Regions from separate parts of the Gossypium hirsutum genome. Here region 2 is linked to region 1. Evidence: chromatin contacts called from public Hi-C data. All regions are on one chromosome and are shown on one strand. Each heading gives the region's core, a stretch centred on a gene start, on an enhancer-like site or on the middle of the called end of the contact. The rest is flanking DNA. Distances are from core to core; before and after follow the strand shown. Region 1 has its middle 32 kb from the start of LOC121214206. Region 2 has its middle 12 kb from the start of LOC107922619.

Region 1 (3,910 bases), core at 621-3,120:
TTAAAAAGAAATGAGGAAAATTTTCAAGAATTGCCTTCGTATGCGTTTTCACTAGGCCCAAGAATTATTGTTTGAGAAGTCCATTATCAAACATTTTCATCATTTACTTAACTTAGAATTGTTGATGGGTTGGATGGAATTGAACTACGATTTGTTAGTAGGCTTGTTTTTATCTCAATTTGATAATCTAAATTTACTATTAAAATTTTTAAAAGGATTGTTAATATTTAAATAAGTTTATAAAATTTGAATAAAAATACATTTTAATTAATAGATACTAATAACATTGACGGAGTTGGATTAAACGAGTTGTTTGAGTCTAAATTTATTAAGTTAGAAAAGTTTTTCAGCCCATAAATATGTCTAACTTTACTCCCTAAATTTTAAATTAAAGTATGAATTTTGACCTACCATTATCTAAAATTATTGTCATTTAAATTTTAAATAAATAGTTAGAGTTTATTTTCATTTTAATTGGACAAAATTGATAACTTTCTTTGAGTTCTTTGTTAACAATCTTAATTTTCGTTAACTGCCCTTGAAAGATATTTAAAAAGAAGAAGGAGAAGTGTTGCAATTCCAATCTCATTACAACTTTGTTTATTATGGCGTTTGTTGTGACAAAAAGGTCTTTATGACTGGAAGATAAATTTATGGCCCTATAATATGAGTGAAAGAATGGATAAGTCTTGTCTGTATTTTTGTCTTTGAATTACTAATCAAATTCCATCATTTCTTTAATAAAGTTAACTTTTGCTTAAACATTTTGCCTCACATGCACATCTTGTCTGATTTTGACTCAAGTATTGAAAAAAAAAAAATCAACAACCATTTGAACAACATAATTTAAAGCCAATTAGAATATGATTATACTAATACTAATAATTATATTATATTATATTTATATGTTATTATATTATATAAATAGATAAATAAAGAATGTCGTAACCTTGACTTGAATGAAGTGATGATTAAAACTCTTGTCAGATACTCATTTGATATAAGTTTAAATTGTATTGTCCTCATCTTCTACCCTTAATATTGTGTCAAAAATAAAGGACATACTCTAGTTACAATTTCTAATTAGCAGTGACCCCGCCCCCTTCAATTTTGTTAAATTTCATTTAAGTCCCTTTGAGTTTTTAAAACTTTTATTTTTATCTTATAATTAGTGTTTAAGATTAGGATAAAGTTTTGTTTTCCAAAGTTTTTTTTTAAATTTTATTTCGTTTATAGAATTTATAATTTTTGTGATAAATTTAGCAACATTTTTAGTTCAGTTTGATAAATTAATACAAAATAGTATCTAAATATTAATTTGGTAAAAGTAAAGTTAAATCATTCCAATATCTAAGTATGAATAGTATATAAATAGTAACTAAATAAAAAATAATCTTAAATAATTACAATATCTAATACAAATTGAGCAATTAACTTAATTTGTTTTTTCTAAATTTTGGTGATTAAGATTATCCCGATTTTAAAAATACATTGTTAAAATTAGAACTAGCCCGTCATCTCGAAATTAAAAATAGCTTATTAAAAGTGGGTTGGGCATACTTTGAACATGTTTGTTTTATTTAAATACCCACCCTTCCCCATCAAGATTTCTAGCTTCGCTCTTGATTGCCATGGCCTAATTTAGCTCACGGGGCATGAGTGATGTCGTGAATACATAAGTTGTAATTATTCTCTTTGATGCTCACAACTTTCTTAAAATTTTACCATCTTAAGTGTGTTTTGATATATTTGAACCCACATCATAACACAAACTAATTAATACTCATTTCTATAGATTACACTCAATTGTATGTTATGACATGTGAATATCTAAAAATAATAATTCTAACATATCTACTCACAGCATGATCCATGCTTCACTAGTTGGATCGTATGTGTGACAGCCCAAAATTGACCCTAGTCGGGAAGTGGTTTCGGGACCGCTAAACCGAGTCACCGAAATGTTTGAATGTGATATTTATTGTCTAGAATATGTAATTATGAATGTGTGAAAATTTCAAGCTTCGATTTAGTCGATTGCATGTGAATTTAGTCAATAGGACTTATGTGCGACATTTTTGAAATGTGATAGGTCGAAGCATAAGGACCTAATAGTGCATGAAATAAAAAGGGGGGACTTGCATGTCAAATTCCCCCCCCTAATTAGTAGTGGCCGGCCATGACAAGCATGGTAGACCAAGTGTGATGGGCAAGACATGTCATAGACATGTTGTGTTGGTGCATCATGGGTGGAAAAAATAAAATAAGGAGCATGGGCATAAAATAATGAAAGGGAATATGATGAAAAAAAATGTGTGGTTGTTCCCCCCCCCATTTTGCCGAAACTAGAAAGAAAAACAAAAAAAAAGTGCTCATCCTTTGGTTCATCTTTGGCCAAAAAAATTTAAGGAGGAAGGAAGAAGAAAGGTTGAAGGGGTCTACCTTAAAGGCAGATGCTGACAGCAGCAGTGATGTAGATTTGGAAATTCACTAAAAATAGTAGGAATGGAATTAAATAGTGAATAAATTATTTAAACGAACCTTGATGAATCTATTTTCATAGGAAAGTAACGAAACAATCATACGGACAGTATGTTAAGAGATATTCAGGTTCTTGTGAGACAGGTCCAGAACGGTTTCTGGATTTCCTGTTCCGACTTTGGAAATTCATTATAAATTAACCAGAGACAATTAGGAGTCAATACATATATGTATAGATTCCTATCTGAGTCTAGTTTCTATAGAAACAAATGGCATCAGTATTGAAGCTCTGTACAGGGAGATATCCAAGTCGTAATGCGCAAAGGTCAGTGTAGTCGATCCCTGTAACATGGGAGAATTTTACTAATAAAATGTAATAATTGGCCCAACCAAAAATTCTAGAAAAAAAATATGTAGATGGGCATATGAGTCTAGTTTCAGGGAAAATTTACGGAACTGGATTTCGAGTTTCAGAACTCAAGATATGATTTTTAAAGCGACTAGTATGCAGATTGGCAGCTTGTCTGGGAAATGTCAAATAAGTGGTTTGAAGTCTGTTAACACCTCGTGTTCGACTCCGGCGACGGTCTCGGGTTCGGGGTGTTACAGTATGTAGGGGCGAAGTCAAAATTTCTTTAGGAGGGTCGAAATTAAATTGTAATTTTTGAGATAGTAAAAATATAATTTCACTATTTTAATAACTTATATCTTTATAATTTTTAAAAGTATTAAATCAAATTTTTATCATTTTTAGAAGGGCCAAAAGTATACTTTTAACTTTACTAATTTAAAATTTTAAAATTTTTAAAAGACCTAAATACAAATTTTTTCATTTAGGAGCGTGGCCCTGCCAGCCGCTAGCTACACTGACCGTATGGCCACAAATATTGTACTGACCAAAGTTTATTTTAAAAGAAAATGCAATAATGATAGTTATAACATTTTGGAAAGTTGTCTCTGAAATTTTCATTTCGAAGTGAAGAAAAAAGCATAAAAATTGCAGCGTAAGAAATCAGAGACAGATACTCCAATCATAATTGATAACTTATCCTCTACTCATCAAACCTAATAATTTGGTTCCAAAAGAGATCCATGCATGATTGGCAACAACAATGTAGTGAGGCAAAGGACAATATAACCGTGGCACAAATGCAGTTATGTATTTATAAAACAAAGGGTATATTATGGTTTAGTATTATTAATTGCCAGCTCCAAAGTCGAGAGACATTGCATGATCCAACCCAAAATCAAAGGGTATTTATAGAAAGGGCATGGGGGGGGGGGGAGGGGTGATGCAACTGCTCTTAAATCTTATCTAATATAGCAAAATGACAACAGTTTGGTCGGAGGTTAAACCATAGACCTAAAAGTGCTGTGGGCACCTAATAAAAGCAATGACAAAACATTCATCGCTTTGATAAATGTACAT
Region 2 (3,910 bases), core at 736-3,235, 72 kb after region 1:
ACCCCATGATACCTTTACAAAGGTATATCATATGCTCAAAATGGTTGAGCGATGAATGAGAAATTGATGCTCAAAGTAAGCCACTTGTGAATTATGTTGAGGAAAATGGAAAGCTTAGTTCCACATTGGTTAGATATCAAGTGTGGAATATGTTTATATATATGAATCAACTTGGTGGTTATTGAATGACTAAGCTAATGCTCTCCCTCGCGCACAAGGGGGTGCAAATCCAAACCCGCCGGGATTAGGGGCGCACCCGCAGGACATGGGCGACACGAAATGTTCAGATCAGTCAAGCCCCACTAGTCCTGCAGGTATTTTAGCCCAATACGTAATTTTATTTTTCCTCAGCAGAGCTTATCTCTTCAAAATCTATTTGCAATTAAAAGGAAAAAAATATTAAATTGAGTGAAATAGAGTGAAATGGCTCCTTTAATTTAGATGTTAATTTGGGTTTTTAATGGCTCCTTAATTCATGAACATTAATGGCTCCATTAGTTTAAAAAATCCAAAAATTCTTTCATTTTGAATATTTTATTTAAACCGAAATAATCTGGAGGAGAAAAACACACTGAATTTTCCTTTATTTTTCTTAGAAAAAAATTTCGAGACATTTTTCCTGCATATTTCGAGCCTATTTTCGGTGATAGAAGAAAGCTAGACTATAGTTCATTGATCACTGCAGTTGTGTTACTGTCGTGCTCATCTCGTTGTTGTATCTTGGGAGACAGTCAACCAACGCTTCTCCAACACCAAAGGAGCGGCCGAATCGGTCTTAAGGAAACTGTGCAAACAGGTCTAAACTACCAGTAGGATTTCTGCCTACCTACAAGTACAAAATTTCAATCCAATTTTATTTCCAATTTCTATTTTTCAGATTTTTTATTTATATATCTATATTTTTTCTGGTTCGATCTTGTAATTTAAATCAATATTTTACATTACTGTTTATTTCACTAACGTATTTGTAACATTCTCTTACGTTAATGAATGGTTTTTGGGACTTTTACCCTACTATGTACCTAAGTTTGACCTTTTTTTTTTCTAATACAATACCTGTGTTTTTGTTTCCAGTCTAGTACATGTATTTGACCAAAGCTATATATTTTGGCACCCAAAGATAACAATGTTAACTTTTTAGTATTTAATTCAGGTTTTAAGATTGATTTGATGAAAATTAATTGCTAATATCATTATGTTTGATTTTTTTATGATTTTATTAATAGAATAAATTTTGTGTTAATTGTGAATTTGTTTAATTTTTCATTTAATTTGTCGAATATAGTCTAAAAGATATGATTTAATTTGGGTATACAATTGAACCGATGAAAGTTAATTCCTAATATTATTAGTTAATTATGAATTTTCTTCAAATAAATTCTAAAACCCAAATTCAATACTAAAAAGTTAACATTGTTATTTTTAAATATCAAAATGTATAACTTTTATCAAATACAAATATCATATTAAACCAAAATATAACATGATCATATTAAAAAAAACAAACTTAAATACTAAATTAGGTACAACTTATATATTATATAAATTTTCCCCGATGCCATAACTAATCTATATTTTAAAGAGTTTAGTCTTATCAAATAATAAAGCTGGACTATTTCTAGAACCTACTTAGTCTTCCACTTCTTTTTAGCCTTCAAGTTAGACTTTTGGGGGAAAATATAAAAAATGAAAACTGGAGTTCAAAGTTAATTGATAGAATATCCGATTTCTATTATTTAAATAAAATAAATAGGGGTCATCTAATGTTTCGTTTTTTTAATTAATTCTTTTAATAGGATTTTTCTCCCTTTAGATGATAATCCGAGGACTGTTAATCTAGTTTTAATGTAGCAACATATGAGATAATTTCTTTATATTATCTTAGTTTAAATATGTGATTCGAATGTTATTGTGAAATATAAAATAGGGTGATGCGTCAATTTTGGTGACCCCAATCTATAAGGTATATGTCCTGTCCATGTAAATATTGCACCGTCAAAGTCTTTGTCACAAAAAGAGTTTAGCTGATTTTCCTAGCACTTTCATAAATATGGAAGCATTAGTGTAACAAACACGGAGGTTCCATTCTTCAATGGAAAACTACTTTTAGGTGATATGATAAAAGTTTCGTGTATCTTAACGAAGATTTAATTTTATTTTAAATATCAAATAGTTTTAAAATTTATGATCAATATTTACCCCTCAGTGTTCTTACAGAGCATATAAAATTAATCACTGAATTTACTCTAATAAATACCTTAATAGAAAACTACCCTTCATCAATTTACCTTACCGCCTATTTAGACTCAAATTACTTACCTGATTTGGCTGATTCCATTTATACGAATTAGATTTAATTTAGAAAACGAATTTTATAAATTCTGTTATGATTGACGTGAATTACTATTTAATAATGATTTTTTATTTAAATTTATTTGCCAATCAGATCTTTTTAGGAGAAAAAAAGGATTTTGTAAAATGCATATACAGGTTTTCTGTATAAAAGTTTCTACTTGTAATAAAATAGGTATGGAAGTCAATAGTCAATCCCTTTGCCACGAACAATTATATTATGAGTCTTGGGTCAATAAAGTTAGGTGACTTGTAGAAATAGAAATAAAACCCATTGCTTGACAAGAGGTTCAAATTAATTCAAGAGTATTAAATTAAATCCATTTTAGTACTTTACAGTTGTAATAAGTAAATCCCATGCTACTTTTGCTTTGGTTCAAAAGACTATAGCTTTATAGAAAGCCCCCACAAGTTGACGATGATTACAATGCCTAAGCTATAGGAAAACAAGTCAATCAAATTAAAATTATTTATGTATGTTTGCTAAAATTAAAAGTAAGTTGGGATGCTTACTACTACTTTTGCAATTTAAATTAAATGATTTTAAAATATTTTATAAAATATTATTTTAAATACTAACCTGAGTTATCTAATGTGGGTAGATTATTGACAACAAGTTTCTCATGCCTTATATAATAGTCGTCAAAGAGCACACCTCGAATAGATTGTTCCAAAGAAGTTGAAATTTGTTAAATTTTACATAACCCTATGTTTGGATTCACAATATTAAAGAAAAAGAAAGGAAAGATAAGTAAGGAAAAAAGTAAGGAGAGAAAAGAATTACCTATTATTTTGTTTAGATAGTTAAAAATTATTAAAGAAAAGGAGAAAAAATTGGTTAGGCTGATTTTTTACAATGTCCTTTTTATAAAATAATTTATACAGAAAATGAAGAGAATAAAAAAATAATTCATATCTTAAAAATCTTTTTTCGTTTCTTTCCTTTTAACTTTTACCCCAAATTGGGGTAAATAAAACCAAAGGAAAGTAATGAATACTCAATTTCCCTTAAATCAAAATAAGGGAAAGATTCTTCTTTTCCTTTCATTCTCCCTACTTCAATCCAAATATAGTAAAAATATATATAATATAACATAGTAATTTTTAAAATACTAAAAAAATGTTTTAAAGGGTTTACTAATTAGATCGTGTTTTGAATAAATTAAACATTGTACTATTCAAATTTGATTTGATCTAACAATAAATAATTTAATATAAAAAATTAATTTTAAATATGATATATGAAATTAATATCGCAAACAATTTTTTTTTTTTATAATCAAATGAAATATCAATTTCTAAATAACATAATCGTTGCATGTGTGAAACTCTAGTTTGAATTAAAATTTCAATGTTAACCTAGCTTTATAACAAGGGACTGTTCCATCAGAATGTTTCTTCACCTTGAATAACTATCTACATTAATCCAAAAATTTCCTATACTTTGGCAATGTCACCGATGCCCAAATATTTTTGTTGAACAAGGCTTCTTAACTTTATTGCACAACCTCTTGTCACCAAAAAGGCCCCTTATGGCAATGTGAATGCGAATTGAATC

The links. Hi-C and Micro-C count contacts between places; a contact is called where the count stands out from the background.
Region 2: a contact with region 1 is called in a Hi-C map of petal, with 3 times the contacts expected there. The contact joins two enhancer-like sites. A contact is called at or near these places in 4 of 34 Hi-C or Micro-C datasets (fibers, leaf, petal and 1 more).

What each region holds. Positions count from the first base shown.
Region 1 is chrD01:45,077,706-45,081,615 of Gossypium_hirsutum_v2.1, forward strand. No RefSeq gene overlaps it. Among protein-coding and RNA genes, the nearest start is that of LOC121214206, 32 kb to the right of the region's middle. Within about 2 kb of position 1,871, at least 1 of the 9 cell types and tissues checked has an H3K27ac peak or open chromatin away from gene starts, as enhancers often do.
Region 2 is chrD01:45,149,201-45,153,110 of Gossypium_hirsutum_v2.1, forward strand. No RefSeq gene overlaps it. Among protein-coding and RNA genes, the nearest start is that of LOC107922619, 12 kb to the right of the region's middle. Within about 2 kb of position 1,986, at least 2 of the 9 cell types and tissues checked have an H3K27ac peak or open chromatin away from gene starts, as enhancers often do.